Linked DNA regions of Mus musculus: region 2 is linked to region 1. A link is a contact called in public Hi-C data. All regions are on one chromosome and are shown on one strand. The core of a region is the stretch at or near the end of the contact, and the rest is flanking DNA. Distances in the headings are between cores, read along the strand shown. Region 1 overlaps Ptprk (protein tyrosine phosphatase, receptor type, K). Region 2 overlaps Ptprk (protein tyrosine phosphatase, receptor type, K).

Evidence for each region. Hi-C and Micro-C count contacts between places; a contact is called where the count stands out from the background.
Region 2: a Hi-C map of liver shows a contact between it and region 1, with 2.1 times the contacts expected there. The contact joins two enhancer-like sites. A contact is called at or near these places in 1 of 484 Hi-C or Micro-C datasets (liver) and 1 of 115 datasets of contacts at active chromatin or transcription factors (hepatocytes).

Annotation. Positions count from the first base shown.
Region 1 is chr10:28,096,271-28,099,223 of GRCm38.p6, reverse strand. All of the region lies in intron 1 of Ptprk (protein tyrosine phosphatase, receptor type, K), which reads right to left. Among named protein-coding and RNA genes, the nearest start is that of Ptprk, 23 kb to the right of the region's middle. Within about 2 kb of position 1,388, at least 18 of the 459 cell types and tissues checked have an H3K27ac peak or open chromatin away from gene starts, as enhancers often do. A contact at or near this core is called in liver, where this site is marked.
Region 2 is chr10:28,452,753-28,455,705 of GRCm38.p6, reverse strand. The region is part of intron 7 of Ptprk (protein tyrosine phosphatase, receptor type, K); the gene reads right to left. Among named protein-coding and RNA genes, the nearest start is that of Themis, 210 kb to the left of the region's middle. Within about 2 kb of position 1,480, at least 2 of the 459 cell types and tissues checked have an H3K27ac peak or open chromatin away from gene starts, as enhancers often do. A contact at or near this core is called in liver, where this site is marked.

The sequences.
Region 1 (2,953 bases), core at 139-2,638:
TGGCAGCTGCGTCTCCCATAAATGAGGAAGGGTAATCAAGATTGCCACTCCTACCATGACAAACACAAGGTTAGTTATCAACTGAGAAAGATAACACCTCAAAGGAAAAAAAAACTGAAGACAAGGTAGCTCTAAGCCACAGCCCTCCTACAGACACAATGGTATTTGGTTAATCATTTATGATATTGCCACAAGTCCATTGTCAAAATTAGAGATGACCAGATTCTATTTCACAGGCAGTTAAGGTTTAACCTCGGAGTTTGGGGGGCTTTTGTTCTTTTTGTTTGTTTTTAATGTATATACAAGCCATGGCAAAATACTGCTTAATAGTTTGATCGTGACAGGGAGTTTAGGGAATATACGACATGAAAGTGAACCATCATTTTTTAAGTAAATTTAATTTTACTATGACTGGCTATGTGCGGTGCCAAAATAATAATAATAATAATAATAATAATAATAATAATAAATTAAAAAGAAAGAAAGAAAAGAAAAAGAAACCTACCTAAGTAAGACTGAAATACGTACTTGCATCTTGGTTTGAAATGAATAAACCTCAAAGTCACATTTCAATCAAGCAAACATCAATGAGAGTCATGCATTTAAAAGCCTTGCCTTCCTCTTCTGGCTGATGTCACTTTATGCCACTCATATTTTATTCCATCATTCCTCCCTTTATCCTCTTAATATTAATAGATCCATACAGTGCAAGCCCTGTTCTCTTCATCTCGGTCTGAGTTTAAGCAACCTCTCATCAAAGCTGCAACCTCAAAGGTTGGAGTTTTATTTACTCTCCCTCCTTACCATGGTAAGCAGCTAACATAGATCCCTCAAAGTCACATAGTCACGGCAGGAAGACGACTGGGGTGCCTGGGAACCACCTTAAAAATCTGAATTGCAGGAAAAATGTAAATGAACATGGTCTTTATATTTCGAAACATTCTGTCCTCACCCTCGCCGTACGCTATATGTTAGGAAACATGTTGATTAATGTATGTCCCCTACAGAATTCTTCTCATGAACAAGTCTGAATGATTTGTGATCAATAAACTGTTTCTAACCATGGTTTTAAAGAACATAAAAATGGCTCATTACTGAGGGAATTAAATAAATCTCAGGGACCTGTAATGGTCCTTTCAGTTTAACACACTCCTCTCATCAACAGTTCAAAAGACAAATCTAAGCGGTGCTTCCAGTCCCAGCTTGCTGGCTTTCAAACTGTGACCAATTTGTAGCTTCAAACAAGTGGCCTTTCCAACCTGAAGAGCTTGGGGACCTGCATATAAAGAGATGTATAAAGAGAGACTTCCGGTCTTGGAAGTATGCTGGCTTTCATTGCCCATTTACACTAACCAGCTCCCTTGATCCACGGAAGAAACATTTACTCAGTTCAATAAACAACACTTGGCCAGGAGCCCTTCCTTTGCCTCATTTGTATCCCGACACCCTCCCGACACCCTCCTGCACTTGTAGCAAGACCAGGCTAAGGGGTTGCTGAAGACCGCAGGCATCCCTGCAGCCCGTCATTTAAATGCTGGGAAATAGCTCCGTATGATAATGGCCAGAACTCTCTGCCTTCAAGATGCATTCTGAATTATGAAGTGATGCCAAATGCAAATATAATTGCCATATCCTTGAGTTAGGACAAAGAGGGACTATAAATTGCACATACTATATCAAAATGTTTCACTACATGCCTAGATAGAAATAGGTAGGTTTTCTTTGTTTTAATTTTTGAAATATTTTGTTATGTTAAAAAGCAATGGTAGTTTGAAGACAAATGTGACTGGTGAGCTCCATTCGGTCTATCCATGGGACATCTGCCTGCTGCTGTTAGTTTGTCAGGTGTGGCACCGAAAGAAAAGGGGGACATAAGAAGAAAGAAGCTCCCTTTACTTCTCCTATATCCTGTCACAACCAAGAAATGAAATGATATATAAATGTTCTCCTGGAGTTATCCCCACTACTAAAAAGCATTGACTTGTAGATCTCTAGACCTGGAAATACTAGAAGAGCCTTAAGCCACCTTCCCGAGTTAAAGCTGATAGTCAATTAGTATTTGGCGAAGCCAAGCAGCAAGTCTTTGCAATGAGAATACCTTACATTTCTATCAGCCTTTTCCAGTTCAAAAAGTATGTTCTGCGTAAAGCACGTACGTGACTTGCGCCTAAGCATTCAATTCAGAGATACACAAAGGTGGGAGGCATTATTATTGCTATGACTTGATCTTAGGGTCTTCAAACACTAATTGACTAGCTGTTTTTTTTTTTTAAGAAAGTTGTGATATTTAAAGTATTCCCAAACCCAAAAAGTCATTGCTAAACTGAGCAAGCATCCTGTGCTTTTTATGGTCCACTGACATGCCACAATACAATGGAGCATACAGACTATGATGTCTATGACCAGTTACCTCCTGGGATTGTAGTAAGCATTGGGTGGAAGAGTGCCACAGCGCTCCCACATTAGGGATAGCCACGGTTAACTCTTCATTCCACACTCTTGCCCAGTATACAGACATAAGACAGATTTCTGCACTCAATTAAAATTTCACACAGCAATGCTTGCCCTCTAGAAGGGGCACAGTTAGGCTATTTTTACTATTTTTGGGATATTCTTTTCTAGTACTTTCCCCGACTGAATTGAGTCCAACATTAACAAAAAGTAATTTCCAGGGAATCTGAAGCTACCAAGCTGAGGGCCATAAAGCACTAGACTAGTGCTAGACTCAAAGAATCAAAGAAACATAAAAAGATATATATATATGTATATATATATATAATATTAGCAGACCCAAAGCATAAAAACAGAATGTAATATTGTAATATTTGCTCTCAGAATGACAGTCTAGACAGAAAACACCAGTCCAATGATACAAAGTCCAGTAGCCCTAGATGCCTGGTCTACACTCAGACTCAGATGACATCTGGATGCTGTACCTGATACTGTCAGGTCA
Region 2 (2,953 bases), core at 231-2,730, 360 kb before region 1:
TTAGTGGTAAACTACACAAATGGATCAGTCAATAACAACGGCTGGGTGTTATGCTATAACGATGCAGTACTCTGAGGGCACAGACTGTCTGGAACTCTTCCCTCCTCCCAAAATTAACCACAAAAAAAGTGACATCCCATTTTGCCCTTCAGCATAATGGTGGGCTTAGCATACAACGCACTATTCTTCCACTCCTTCTAGAAATTGATCAAAGACACTGGACTGCACCAATCCCATATCTGGGGAAAAGAGACTTCTGAGTTATTATACAAAAAAGCTAGAGTGGACAAGAAACTTCAAAGGTGATCACAGCCGTTGAAGCACTTTAGCACACAGCTTGATTTCATAAAACACAAATGCCTGGCTGCGTGCTTGCTTCGGGGTGCTAGAAGAAAGATAAGGGCTATGGAGCCAGTGATTCCTAGTCCATTTCCTTTTCTGAAGCCGCCATTTATTCTGCGCTTTCATGCATGATTAACAGCTTGCGGATCCTTCACAAATAATCAATAGCTGTGAGGTTTTATATTAGGTTTAGAGATTAGACAGCCTTGATTATAAATTTTATCGATTTGTACAGCTTAGCTGCAGAAATCCCTCGACATTTTCAAAGATTAAATTAAAACTAGATATATGGCCTGCACACACTAGAAACGTTCGCTTGTTTATAGGATCTGACCTCTTTATACTCATTCCTCCAGATGAATAAAACTTATCTAGCTCACCAAAACATGAATCAGTGTGTCAACAAGCATCAATCTGAGATAGTAAACACAGAGAAAATGTGACAAAAAGAATTGCAAAATTGCTCACAAATCTGCTTGAGACTGTAATTAATACAGGCAACCTGCAAGCATTAATTGCTTCAGCTCATTTGTAAATTAGGAAATTGACAGTGAGAAGAATAATGAACTCTTTAACTTCTACCTGGCAGATCCGAGCCCATGTTAAAACTGAAGATTCATGGTCTCTTGAAATACTGGAAGGATAACATTGCTTTAAAGTAACTATGGTTATCTTAAAGATAATAAATAATGAACTGATTATTAAATCTGTAAGCAAAGCTGTTTCGTAATACAGTTACCTCAAAAACCAATGTAACACTGCTGTATTATCTATGTCCAGTATCTTAAATTCTGATGCAATGTAGAACAAACATTAGTAACTATTAGGCGAGGCTAATATTTTCAACTAACTCTAAAAGTTTACTTTCCCACCTGTACGGTACAATTACCATTTTAATTTTTTCCTTGAAAAATAAGTATTTTTCAACAGTTAAACAAATTATATCTTGTATCTAGATAAGGGTCTTTATATGATGTTGTATATACCAGAAATATCATATCACGATGGAGTATACAACCTCCAGTGACTACCTACTAAGCCAGGGGAAAAGAGTCTTCGGGCTCCCTTCCACCCCACACATAGTGATGGTGGCCTTTCTCCTCAGGTCTGACTTTTGCTCACACTGTGTGAACATAACAGACTCCTCTCTTGCCTAAAGCAGGGCATTCAATCTTGCACTTCTCTGCCTGGAAAGTATTCTACTATCCACTTGACTCAGTTGTCAGGACGACATTCAAATGCCTCTCTGATGAAGGTGGTTTTCTTGACCACCTTGTTTAAAATCCATTATCCATTTACCTTTATGGTTTTTTTTCTTCTCCTGTGGAGTTTTTACCATCTAAAATCATACACTTTTTACTTACTTATGTTCATCATTTGTATCCCCTGAACCACCATGCCTTGGGCTGGAAAACACTTGGCTGAAGGAATGCATGACTTTTGGCTACCAGCAAGTTCCTGAAACATGAGATTCCCAATGTTTGCTGTTTGGATGTTTTTCTTACTAACATTAAAAACTACCTATAAAAACTATATCTGAATTTAGTTATGGGATGAAAAAACCTGAGAGGCCATTTTCTTAGAGCAGTCAATATGGGGCTGAGAAGCAGGATGAAGATTCCAAGGTGAGCAACAAGATGGTAAGCTCCTGGGAGACACAGATTGGCAGGAAAGGACTGGCTGGGCACCCCTGTCCCCCACTAGAAACAACGGTGGAAAACAAAGGAAAGGAAGAAGGATACACTTAAGATGGGCATTTGAAAAGAGTTTAGACACTTCCTCATGGCACATGTTATGAACAGCCTTTTGTTTTTTGTTTTTGTTTTAACCTTCAAGTATTTTCATTTTTAATTATCAGTGAGAAAATAAGATTCACCAGAACAAGAAACCAGTCAACATAACAACTTGAAGCAATTTTCCCTTTAAAGGAAGTATCAGGAAATCATAGGGATATGAACATAATACTTATCAAAATCGACTTCTTCAAGGTAGAAAGAAAAAGTGCTGGAAGTCAGTGGATGGTACGTTCAGAATATGGGAAGAATTGCTATCTTAGATTACTTGATAATCTAGCTCAGAAATGAGATGTTCTACATAAACTGAGCTTAATTTATAAACAATTGGTTTTTAGGTCACATTGTAGAACAGATGGTGCCATTAAATGCACATTAAATTTCTTTTTCTTTGGCACAGAGACTTAAAAGTTAGTTCTCTAATTGGAGCCTGCATCATTACTGTTTACCAGGAGTTTACTGTCAATCAAGCTCTCTTACTCCTGGGGTCATTTCCCATTGGTTGTTGCATGTAGGTTTTACCAGCCTGCTTATGATTGTGGCACAGTACAAGTGTCCTCACTTTTATGTGTTAGTACATATTACATATATCCTAAAATAACTAGGGTAGTGATGCTGGTTGTCAAAGATCTTCACTGGTTAAAACAAAAACAAAACAAAAAACTTGCCCTCTTGCCTGTGCAGCCCAAACACACAGTGAGTTAGAGGATAGCTTAGGAATCAGTTTGCATATAACATAACTGGCAGTTGCTTTACGTCCGTATCCAACATTGCCAAAGCCAGGAAATGGGCTTCAAAACAAGTATGAAATTCATGAA